2 separate regions of the Sus scrofa genome follow, and region 2 is linked to region 1. A link is a contact called in public Hi-C data. All regions are on one chromosome and are shown on one strand. The core of a region is the stretch at or near the end of the contact, and the rest is flanking DNA. Distances in the headings are between cores, read along the strand shown. Region 1 holds the start of ATP6V0A2 (V-type proton ATPase 116 kDa subunit a). Region 2 holds the start of TCTN2 (tectonic-2).

Region 1 (6,403 bases), core at 3,180-5,679:
AGAGCTGGGGAGGGTGGAAGAGTGGCCATAAGTTTATATTATGGGTACATGAAAATTGACTGTTCCCATATACCCTTCCCTCTACTTCTTATTACACAAAGCTTAAAACAATAAAAAACAGGAGTTCCCGTCGTGGCTCAGTGGTTAACAAATCCGACTAGGAACATGAGGTTACGGGTTCGGTCCCTGGCCTTGCTCAGTGGGTTGAGGATCTGGCATTGCCGTGAGCTGTGGTGTGGGTCACAGATGTGGCTCGGATCCCGCGTTGCTATGGCTCTGGTGTGGGCCAGCGGCTCCAGCTCCGATTAGACCCCTAGCCTGGGAATCTCCATATGCCACGGGAGCGGCCCTAAAAATGGCAAAAAGACAAAAAAAAAATAAATAAAAATTTTAAAAAATTTAAAAAACAATAAAAAACACTGTAAAAAGAATATTTAATAAAATGAGGAAATTAGTCAAGATTTGCCTGTGAAAAAAGATTAAAGGTATTATCAGGGAGTTCCTGCCATGGTGCAGTGTAAATGAATCCAACTAGGATCCATGAGGATTCAGGTTCGATGCCTGGCCTCACTCAATGGGTTAAGGATCCACCCCTGTTGTGAGCTGTGGTGTAGGTCACAGATGAGGCTCGGATCCTCCATTGCTAGGGCTGTGGCATAGGCCAGTACCTGCAGCTCTGATTCGACCCCTAGCCTGGGAACTTCCATATCCCACAGGTACGGCCCTAAAAAAACAAAAACAGAAACAAACAAAAAGATATTATCAGTGTGGTCCTAATTTTGAAATATATATATGTATGTGCGGTTTTTTTTTTTTGGCCACACCCACAGCATGTGGAAGTTCCCAGGCCAGGAACTGAACCTATGCCACAGCAGTGACCCGAGCTACAGAAGTGACAACTCTGGATCTTTTACCCAATGAGCCACCAAGAAACTCCAATTTTACCATTTTTAAAATGACAGTAATTATTCACAGGGAAAGGCATTTAGGGTAAGAATTTTATCTTATCTAGCATTGTACCGGGCAACTCAAAAAAGAGAAGTAGAAATAGCTTGTCCTGAAACTGAACAACCTGACAATGTCTAAGCTAAAGGCTCAGTTCTCATTCAGTTTTTTTAATTTCTTTTGTAAAGAATTAACCAGAAGAAAGATAAAAATTTGAATTTCACTTCTGTATGTCACATTTGCATTCATTTCTGGAAGTCACACTAATCCAAAGTAGTGACCACTTTCAAGTTCCTAATTATTCAGACACAGTCTACCTCTACAGAACTAAGAATGGGCTGAGGAAGCCATGCATCAAAACCTGTCTATAAATGACACAGCTTCTCGGTTTCAATTTTTCTTTCTTCAATATCAAACACTAGGAAATTCAAATTGGACACTATGCTTTCACAAATATAACCTTCATGAAGAGGCAAATTTCTGTGGCAACAACAAAAACATGATTGGACTTGACATAAGCCATCACAGTCTTACAAGGTACAATGTTTCTTTTCTGTTGCATGGTTTCTATACAGTTTTGCTTCTGTTTTCTTTGTCTTTTTTTGTCCCCACCCCTTCACCTGACAGCATATGGAGTTCCAGGGCCAGGGTCAGATCCAAGCCATAGCTGCGACCTATGCCATATCTTTTAACCCACTGTGCCAGGCCCAGGGATCAAACCTTCGTCCTGGCACTGCAGAGATGCCACCAATCCCATTGTGCCACAGTGGGAACTCCTGCTTCTGCTTTCTTTGAGGGAGGCAACATCACCCCAATTCCAGGTTAATGCTTTGAAGTACATTTTAATGAAGATTCAGCTGAAGACTAACATTTAATCTAGGAAAACTGGCAGAGGATGCTGGGTGCCATTTTTAACCAGTGTCCACACAAGTTATCATCCCACGCCAGCATCTAATAACAAAAAGTGAACACAGTTCTTAGACTCTAGGCCCTTAACAAAGTGAGATGTACTTTCCCCGTCATTGGGTCCTACTGGTTAGTTGAATAATCTTTCTTTCCCAGGTCTCCTCTTTGGCTGTCACTACAGAAACCCTTGCCTCCCCTCCCTTGGAAGTTTTACTAAAAGGGAAGGGGGAAACTGTTCAGCCTGTGCCAACCAGGAAACACCAATGTCAGCAGTCCCACCTGGTGAGCACAAAGTCAGGAAGACACTTCAGAAGAGAGCAGAAAAAGAGTCAGGTGTGATGGAGCTTTCTGCACTAGCACCTGTGCTGCCTGACGGTCACTCCACACACATATCTGAGCTCTGAGACATAACACCACACAAAGAAGAGCTCATTTTAACATTTCAGTTTTTTCTTCTGGAAAAAGATGAACTGCACTTTCTTTTTCTCTCACTGATTTTCAATTTAAAAGGATCCCAAATATCCTCTACTACCTAAGCAATGGCACTCAATGAAACCTGAATCTTTGCAGTAATTAGAGCATTTGTTCAAACCTCTAAGATTTAAGCATGAATTAAGTCTCTTGGCCTGAGTACTAACAGGATGGAAGAAATTTCCCTGTTATAAAGAAGGGAGCCTGGGGAGTTCCTTGGTGGTGCAGCAAGTTAAGGATACAGCGTTGTCACTGCTGTGGCATGGGTTCAGCCCTTGGCCTGGGAACTTCCACAAGCCGTGGGCATGGTCAAAAGAAAAAAAAAAAAAGAAAGGAGGCTGCTTCTCTCATAACTGTTTCCTGAATCTTTCAGAAGGTGCTACTCACAGCTCAGCATAGCACCTGCCAGGAAAGTGGGCACCACGTGCTGAAGCCCAAATGGCTCCAGGAACCAGGAAGAGCTCACCTGTCACTCAGACATTTCTCTCTGACCTTGCAATTGCCTTGTGAGGCCAACCCAAGGATCAATGATATCAGATCTCAGGCACGGCTGTTCCATCTTGAAACCAAGGAGCCCTCAGAAAGATGAAGGGAAATTACAGGATTTGAAAGTTGGGTCCCAGGAAATAAAATGTTCACTCAAGTGACTTTCAGTTCAATTAGCCAGCGTTAGGTCCTGCTTCATAATCCCCCTTTCGCACTGTTCTTTTCCTTCCATGGCACTTATCACAGTTCATAATCAGAATGTGATTCTGTCTCCTCCTTAACTGTCAACAATAAAAACACAGGGACCTTGTCCACCCTGCTCACCCCTGAGTCCTCAGCACCAAACTCCGAATCGGACCAAGCAAGCACTCAATAAAAGCTTGTTCATTCACTCAACAAATGCTTATTAATGCCCACAAAGCCAGGGACTGTACTGAGTACTGAGGAATCAGGAATGAAAAAGCTCAGGCAAGGTCCTTAAATGGGGGGGGAGGTGTGAGAGTTTTCATGGTGGAGACAAACAATAAACAAGTAAACAGATACATAAACAAAAGTGTTTATTACTACTTGCTAGGGAGAGTTCCCATTCTGACTGCACTCCTGTTCCTTACTAGGCAGCGGTATGTACATCATCAGTGAACAAAAACACTCACCCTCAAAAATCTTACCCTCAGGAGCCTACACCAAGTTCATTCCCAATTCAGGCTCCAACTCTTCCTGTTCCCTCCACCTGGGACCTTGTTCCCCCAAATTTTCCCAGGGCGGGCTCCTTCCCATTCAGGTCTCAGCCCAAGGACACCTCCTTCAAGAGGCCTCCCTGATCACCCCCACCGGAATCACCATCTCACCACCTCGGTTTACTTTCTGTGTAGCAAACATATTCCTTTTTACGTATTCTTTTGCTCAATATTTTTCCTCTGCCACCTCTGTAAGTTCTAGAAGGGCTCTGAAAGGCCTCAACAGATTTGTTCTCCTGGTTAGCCCAGTGCCTGGCACAGAGTCGGCGCTCCGAAGCATCAGATGGTCCGACCCGAGCTGATGAAAACAACGAGGAGCGTTCCTAACTAACCCCGCCAGAGCGGCTGCGGACCAGACATCCGGCGACCCTGGGCTCCAGCCCCGCTCTGCGGAAGCTCAGGCCGGATAGTGGACCTCAGCTTCCCCGCCTGGGAAATGGGGAGGACGGGGCGTCCCTGCCCAGGCATCCCCGGAAAGAAGGCCCGAGCGAAAGGCGCGATGCGGTAGCTTCGCGGTCCCGCGTCTCCCGGGCGACACTCACGTCTCGGAACTGGACCAGGCCCTTCTCGCCCAAGGCGCTGAGGCACTCGTAGGCCGTGCCGGACTGCAGGAAGAGCTGCGCCAGGCACATGGTCTCGCTTCGGAACAGGGACCCCATGGCCAGCCGGGCTGCGCCCCCGCGGGGCCCGACGGGCAGCGGGCACTCCGGGCTGCGCGGGCCCGCACGGTCAAGCCGGTACGGTCTGGGGCTCGGGCTCCTCCTGAGGCCTGGCCGCGGCCCCGCACCATGGGGCTACGGACTGCAGCAGCTGCCCCAGAACCTGCCACCGCGGCCGCCGCTCCAGTCGCCGCCACCGCCACCCGCGAAGCCCCGCCCCCCGACTGCAGCCGGTTCCGGTTCCTCCCCCCACCCACCTCCCCCACCTTGCCGGCCGACCAATGGCGCCCGGAGTTGCTGCTCACGGCTGCGGCTGCGGGGCCAACCGGCGCAAACCCCAGTGGCACTGGGGAGGCTACCCGAACCCTGCCAGACCCAGGCGGAAAACAGCCGGTCGCTCTGCGGTTGGGCGCTTTTAAAAAGGAGTTTTACTGAGTTTAAATGCCATGAAGTTCACCCAACTAGAGCATACAATTTTGTAATTTTTAGTAAAGTTACAGCTGTGCAGCCATCGTCACAATCACTTTTAGAACATTTCCATCAACCCCAGAAGTATTCCTCTTGTTCAGCTGCAGTCAGTCCCTTTCCCATCCCCAAGCTCCCGACAAGCTCCGAGAATCTTTGTCTCCAAAGATCTGCCTATCAACGGAGTTACAATTTCAAGTGGTGTTTGCGGCTGGTTCCTGCCTTTCTGGCTTCTCTCTGGGTTCCTGGCCTTTGTGAGGACCTGAAAGCAGAGTCTGATGCGCGGCACTGTAATCCTGCGGGCTGCTCTTGCCTTTTACGATCTTGCGCACAGCAGCTGCAGTGATCTCTGACAAGACGAAAATCTAATGTGAGCCTACGTAAATTTTTCCGGCACTTCTCACTGTGTTCTAAATAAAATCCAAACTTCTTACCCACGGGTGTCTAACCTCTGCCTTCCCCAAGCTCTGTTCTCCTCCCGCCCCACCTCCGCACCTGCCTTCTTTCGCTTTCCAGGTCCGTGCACTTGAACTTACTGACCCCTCTCCTCCCTCGGCCTCGAACACCTCTTCCCCCAGACCTTCTCAAAATTAGCTCCTATTGGGAGTTCCCGACGTGACCCAGAAGAAACGAACCCGACTAGTATCCATGAGGATGTGGGTCCAATCCCTGGCCTTGCTCGGTGGGTCAGCGATTCTGCGTTACCCTGAGCTGTGGTGTAGGTTGCAGCCGCAGCTCGGATCCCCTGTGGCTGTGGCGAAGGCCGGGCAGCTGTAGCTCCAATTCGACTCCTAGCCTGGTAACTTCCATATGCAGTCTGTCTGGCTCTAAAAAGAAAAAAAAGCTCCTAGGTCAAAAGTCCCTGGCTCTGAAAGGTACTTCCTGACTCCTAGCAAAAGTAGACCTACCATCCCATCCCACCATAGCCCTGTTTTATTTTCTTCATAGCACCTATCACTGAAATTATCTCATGGGTGTTTATTGCCAGTTTTCCCCACTAAACTGTGTTGTCTGGACGGAAGAAAGTCTGCAGCCACCCCCAACAGTTCACCCTCAGGGGAATTCAGAATGGAGAAAAACAGGATACTAGCCCTAGTTAAGATGCATATCAAAGAAATAATTTTGATAAGCTCAGACTCGAATCTCCCCATACATATATAAGCGCTAAAATCATTAACTTGTGGTGTGTTTTTTGTGATTAGCAGTAATCTTTTTTATTTTTTTATTTTTTTTTTTGCCTTTTTTTCACTGCTGAATGTATGACAGATAGAAGTTCCCAGGCCAGGAAATTTAAGTAAGGGAGAGACTGCCTTCCAGGCTATATTCCTCAATAAATGCCCTGAATGAAACATAACTTTCAGCTTTTAGGTTGTGCTTTTTTCTCCAGTTGACAGCTCCACCAGACAAGGGACACAGTCTTGGTATCTGCAAGTCCCAGCGCATAGTAGCCTCTCAATAAATATTTCTTAGATGCATAAATGCATGTATAAACTTAGAAAAGTCAAAACCATATAGCATGCCCCCCAATCCTGTTCTAACTGCTAAAGTAAGTTTTTCCCCTTCATAAATATAAAGTCACCCTAACAAAAGCCCACAAAATCAGGTCAAATTACTGGTTACTGGAAAATTTTAAATTTACTTTCTGGGGTTCCCATCATGGAGTAGTGAATGGAATCTGACTAGGAACCATGGGTTAAGGATCCAGCGTTGCCGTGAGCTGTGGTATAGCTCACA
Region 2 (6,264 bases), core at 3,577-6,076, 35 kb after region 1:
AGCATCCACTGAATATTATTTTTTAGTTTGTTTTGAATTTTAAGCATTCGTAATGCTTTCTCTTCTAAGAACAAAACTTCAAGAGTTCCCGCTGTGGCGCAATGGGACCCAGCAGCATCTTGAGAGTGCTGGGATGTGGGTTCAATCCCTGGCCTGGCACAGTGGATTAAGGATCCAGGATTGCTGCAGCTGCCGTTTAGGTTGCAACTGCAGTTCGGACCTGATCCCAGGCCCAGAAACTTCATATGCTGTGAGACAGTGCCCCCCAAAAAAGTGAAAAATAAAAAATAAAAACAAAACTCTAAACCTTTAAATTGGCAAGAGTTCACATGATTCCAAAAAATTAAAAGGATATAAAAAAGAGGCGCACTCTCAGCCCTTCCCTATTCCCACATCACACCACCCCATCCCCGCTGATCACTGTTACCTTCTCAGAGAGCCCTCCAGAATTTCTTTGTACAAAAATAAATATATTCTTATTCCATGCTATATGCACCCATCTGCACCTGCTTTTTGCACTATGCAATGTATCTTGGAGGTCTTTCCATGCAAATACACTAAGGGCAGAGAAGCCTACTGAATGGCTCTATCATAACACATCTAACCCTCCTCATCTTCTAAAACCACAAGGACCACAGTTAGGAGATGTGATGTGGAAAGTGGCAATGTGGGAATCTCAAAGTGACAGATCTTTTCTATTAAAGAGCAATGCTCCATGAGAGTTCCCTGATGGCCTAGTAGGTTAAGGATCCAGTATTGTCACTGCTGTGGTGCAGGTTCAATCCCTGGCCCAGGAAGTTCTGGATGCCATAGGAGAGGCCAAAAAAAAAAGAAAAAAAAGAAAAAGCAACACTTCTCCCGTCCTCCCAGGTGACTGTAAAGGCAAGAGATGCTACACTTTGTTACAAGGGACAGGGAACATGGTGGGAGGTAGCACCTATGGACAAGGACCCCTCCACCTCACATCTCTTGTTCTTAGGACACTGCCATGATGTGAAAGAGAGAATAACACAGAACCATTTCCTCACATCCAAAGATGCATGGGCACAACGCACAACTGTATCTACTGTAGCACTAGTTATAGTATCAAAAACTGCAAAACTGGAGTTCCCGTCATGGCTCAGTGGTTAGCAAATCCGACTAGGAACCATGAGGTTGTGGGTTCGATCCCTGGCCTCGCTCAGTGGGTTAAGGATCCGGCATTGCCATGAGCTATGGTGTAGTCTGCAGATGCGGCTCGGATCCAGCGTTGCTGTGGCTGTGGTGTAGGCCGGCGGCTACAGCTCTGATTCCACCCCTAGCCTGGGAACCTCCATATGCTGCAGGAGTGGCCCAAGAAATGGCAAAAAAGACGAAAAAAAACCCAAAAACCTGCGAAACTAAGAGTATAGTTAAATAAACAATGATGTAGCCACACAATGGACTACTATGCAGCTATTAAAAAGAATCTAAGAACTAGATGACATTTAAAAGAATATAAAAACAATGAGGTAAACCTATATGTACTTGTATGAAACAATTTCTAAGTTATACTATTTCTTTAAAGGTACAGAACAGCAAATTGTGCATTATTACTGTGTTTGTTCTTTAAGAAGGGAATGTGTGTTTTCTATAGGCAAAATTTAGCCTGCTGCCTTGGGAAAAGGGAGCTGGATATCAAAAGAGTTCACTGAGGAGTTCCTGTCACGGCTCAGTGGTTAACAAATCCGAGTAGGAACCATGAGGTTTCAGGTTCCATCCCTGGAATCGCTTAGTGGGTTAAGGATCTGACGTTGCCGTGAGCTGTGGTGTAGGTCGCAGACACGGCTCGGATCTGGTATTGCTGTGGCTGTGGTGTAGGCCAGCAGCTACAGCTCTGATTCCACCCCTAGCCTGGGAACCTCTATATGCTGTGGGTGCGGCCCTAAAAAGCAAAAAAAAAAAAAAAAAGAGTTCATTGAAAATCTGCTGGTTTTCTGTAAACTCATTCATGAGTCTTTCCCTTCCTTTTGAGATTTAGTCACAGGAATCAATAAAAGGAAACAAACTTGACTTTCTCTCAAAAAGGATTTAAGGTGGCTTACAAAGATATAAACAACAGATCAAGATACAATGAATCTTAAAGTAAAATAATTCAAAGTGGAAACTTTTAAAATTAAACAAAAGGAAAATAAGCATAGGAAAGCAAGACAGATTCATGAGTAAAGCACACAAATTACATGGCGTATACTTACAATCGGATAATGTTTGCAGTAAAGGTTTTGATAGTCAGAGATTTTACTTGCCTGATGCATTATGGGCCAGAGAGGAGTTGGCATAAATTTCTGCTTGAATGAGTAGATGTGCTAAACAGGACGAATTACGTGAGGCTGAAACCAGAAGAGTCTGGACAATGCACGGGGACTCTGAGAAAGAAGCTGTCTCATTAGAGGAACAGGACTGCAGATCTCTCTTCAACCTCACTGTCACTTCCAATGAATTCTGAAAGGAAAATATTGCTGTATTTTTTATAGTGACTCAAAACAGCATCTATAATTATAAGGGCACACAATGGAAACTGCGATCAGCCTCGGTTCATTTTACAAAAGGAAAACTGTACACAAGGATGACGTCATTCTGTTCAATTCTACCACGTAAACCTATGGCAATATCAAGCCCTGATTCCTAATCCTCAACTTAACATAAAAGTAAGCAATTTTCAGGTATTCAGAGAAAGCTGAACACAAGTGTGATAAGTTAACTCAGTTTGTCTAGCACCTATAAAGGTACTAGACGCTACCAGCAGAAGATGTAATACAAAAAATGTCCGTGAAAACAGACCTGGTTCCTGGGGTGCAAAGTCTGCCTTTCTCAGCCTTTATCCCTGAAGTTGATACTTTACACACACTGGGCACTGAATAAAACATTCATTAAATGTAAAATATTTGATATCTCTAGGCTCAAGTGTCCTTACACATAAGCTCAGATTTAGGTGAGATCAATGGTGTATGAAGCTCTTTTGGGTCACAGATCCATTTGATAATCTCATGGAAGCTGGCAACCCTTATCAGAAAAAAATGTGCATGCAAGTGTGCACACACACACAATTTTAAACACAATTTCAGAGTGTTCACAGACTTCCTCTTTTGTGTGTGTGTGTGTGTGTGTGTGTGTGTCACCCCAGAAGCATATGGATTTCCAAGTCAGGTATCAGATCCAAGCTGCGGCAGATCCTTAATCCACTGTGCTGGGTCAAGGATGGACCCTGCATTCCTGTGCTTCAGAGACACTGCCAATCCCCCTGCATCACAGCAGGAACTCCTCACAGACTTTTTGAAACTAACTCAAAAACTCCTAAGAACCTCTGGGCTGGATAGGTGTCTAGGTGATCTGATAGCCCACAGTTTCATGGTAGTTCCAAGCACTGAGAAAGATCCATCTTGTCCAACCAAGAAAGCCATGCAGGAACTCTAATTATGGGCCTCTGCAGATGCTACTGAAAAGGCTTTTACCTCTGGTCTTACCATACTGGGGGTGACAGTCAAACTCCAGTTTCCAGTCTCATTGCTTAGCATTCGACAATCGGGAACTGGGAATAATCCTACGGGAGAGAAGATTAGAAAGCAAGGCAGTATTGTCCGGCAACTAAGGGGGTGCACTCCTGAATCAGGCTTCTAGGATGGAAGCTGTGTGGCTTTGGACAAGCAACAAACTCTCTGAACTTCAGTTTCTTCACGTGTTAAATGGGATTAAAAGATACTACTGTTCATATGAGAAAAATGAAGTAATGCATTTAAGACCTGGAGATAGCACAATGAATGCTAACTAGTATGATTTCAAGTTTTCGTTTACTGAATCTGTCTTTTGGTCCTCTGGTCCACAGCAGCCGCTCATCCCAACTTTTCAGCGGTCAGAGAGGCCAGGAACCCTGAGGACTAAGCTTCTTGGGCGGCCTGGCCCTGGTCCCAATCTCCTCCCTCCCTACAGGAAGGGCCGGACTCTTTACCCATCTCGTCCTGCAGCAGAGTCAGTGACACGGTCACATCCTCGGTGCCTCCGACCAGGGACGCGCTGACCGCAGGGCCAGACATGCGGATGACAGGAGGGATGAAAACTAGGTGGAGAGAAAGGGACAGGGAAGAGTTAATAGTTGCAGAGTCGAAAGGGACAGGGAAGAGTTAATAGTTGCAGAGTCGCTGCCTACGCTGAGTGGTGACTTTCTTAGGCAGTGTTTTCCAGAGCTCCGGGAGGAGACCCAAATCAGGCCTCAAAACCCTCGTCCTCACCCTCAGCCCCAGTCCCGCTGGCCCCCTACGCAGCCTTACGCACCCAGGTCCCCCCAGAGCGGACTGAAGACTCCCTGCAGAAGGAGAAACCCCAAGAGCAGAGAGACTGGCGGCGGCAAGCGCATGCCTGGGATCTCCCGTGGCCGGCAACACAGGACCGCGCCGGCCTTAGAAGCCTGGAAACTCTGGAACGCCATAACTCCGCCCTGACTGCCTCGCTACCACCATCTTGTCAAGCGCGCCCGGAGCTATGGCAACCACCAATTGGCCTCCGGCCTGACGGAGCGGAGCTTCGTGATTGGAATAGCCGTAGGGAAAGCCCGCCCCCAAATCCGGCCGCAGCGTCCCGGGCCCACCCACAGGCCTTACGTCCTCCCGGCTTGAGGACGTAAAGGATCCACGGAAAGGATCACAGAACCGTAGCCGTGCGCCTCCAATTTGAAACCGGGAATTCCCCCACCCAGAGCTAATTCAGTAATACTGCAAGAGCTACCCTACAGGTATTGGATGCTAAACAAGAACCTTAATAAGCTTGATTTTTAAAAATTTTTTTTTTATTTTCCCACTGTACAGCAAGGGGGTCAGGTTATCCTTACTTGTATACATTACAATTACAGTTTTTCCCCCACCCTTTCTTCTGTTGCGACATGAGTATCTAGACATAGTTCTCAATGCTATTCAGCAGAATCTCCTTGTAAATCTATTCTAAGTTGTGTCTGATAAGCCCAAGCTCCCGATCCCTCCCACTCCCTCCCCCTCCCATCAGGCAACCACAAGTCTCTTCTCCAAGTCCATGATTTTCTTTTCTGAGATGTTCATTTGTGCTGGATATTAGATTCCAGTTATAAGTGATATCATATGGTATTTGTCTTTGTCTTTCTGGCTCATTTCACTCAGGATGAGATTCTCTAGTTCCATCCATGTTGCTGCAAATGGCATTATGTCATCCTTTTTTATGGCTGAGTAGTATTCCATTGTGTATATATACCACATCTTCCGAATCCAATCCTCTGTCGATGGACATTTGGGTTGTTTCCATGTCTTGGCTATTGTGAATAGTGCTGCAATGAACATGCGGGTGCATGTGTCTCTTTTAAGTAGAGTTTTGTCCGGATAGATGCCCAAGAGTGGGATTGCAGGGTCATATGGAAGTTCTATGTATAGATTTCTAAGTTATCTCCAAACTGTTCTCCATAGTGGCTGTACCAGTTTACATTCCCACCAGCAGTGCAGGAGGGTTCCCTTTTCTCCACAGTCCCTCCAGCACTTGTTATTTGTGGATTTATTAATGATGGCCATTCTGACTGGTGTGAGGTGGTATCTCATGGTAGTTTTGATTTGCATTTCTCTTATAATCAGCGATGTTGAGCATTTTTTCATGTGTTTGTTGGCCATCTGTATATCTTCTTTGGAGAAATGTCTCTTCAGGTCTTTTGCCCATTTTTCCATTGATTGATTGTTTTTTTTTGCTGTTGAGTTGTATAAGTTGCTTATATATTCTAGAGATTAAGCCCTTGTCAGTTGCATCATTTGAAACTATTTTCTCCCATTCTGTAAGTTGTCTTTTTGTTTTCTTTTTGGTTTCCTTTGCTGTGCAAAAGCTTTTCAGTTTGATGAGGTCCCATGGGTTTATTTTTGCTCTAATTTCTATTGCTTTGGGAGACTGACCTGAGAAAATATTCATGATGTTGATGTCAGAGAGTGTTTTGCCTATGTTTTCTTCTAGGAGTTTGATGGTGTCCTGTCGTATATGTAAGCCTTTCAGCCATTTGGAGTTTATTTTTGTGCATGGTGTGAGGGTGTGTTCTAGTTTCATTGCTTTGCATAATAAGCTTGATTTTTATGGAGTTTTTAGGTGGAGGAACAAAAAGCTGGCCTGCAGTGCTATAATTCTATAATTATAGAATTGTTTCTATTTACTGATTTATTTTTGGTCTTTTTAGGGCCACATCCATGGCACATGGAAGTGCCCCAGCTAGGGGTCCAATCAGAGCTGCAGCTACCGGCCTACGCCCCAGCA

The links. A called contact is a pair of places that touch in the nucleus more often than the background predicts.
Region 2: a Hi-C map of skeletal muscle shows a contact between it and region 1, with 5 times the contacts expected there. The contact joins the promoter of TCTN2 here to the promoter of ATP6V0A2 in region 1. A contact is called at or near these places in 6 of 47 Hi-C or Micro-C datasets (embryonic fibroblasts, fibroblasts, heart right ventricle and 2 more) and 2 of 2 datasets of contacts at active chromatin or transcription factors (alveolar macrophages and skeletal muscle).

What each region holds. Positions count from the first base shown.
Region 1 is chr14:29,293,266-29,299,668 of Sscrofa11.1, forward strand. It overlaps ATP6V0A2 (V-type proton ATPase 116 kDa subunit a), which reads right to left and starts at 4,430. Exons shown (of 19, transcript XM_021072229.1): 1 at 4,088-4,430. The coding sequence starts at 4,204.
Region 2 is chr14:29,328,237-29,334,500 of Sscrofa11.1, forward strand. TCTN2 (tectonic-2) reads right to left here and starts at 4,827. Exons shown (of 18, transcript XM_021072256.1): 1 at 4,288-4,827; 2 at 3,965-4,072; 3 at 3,471-3,559; 4 at 2,265-2,460. The coding sequence starts at 4,441.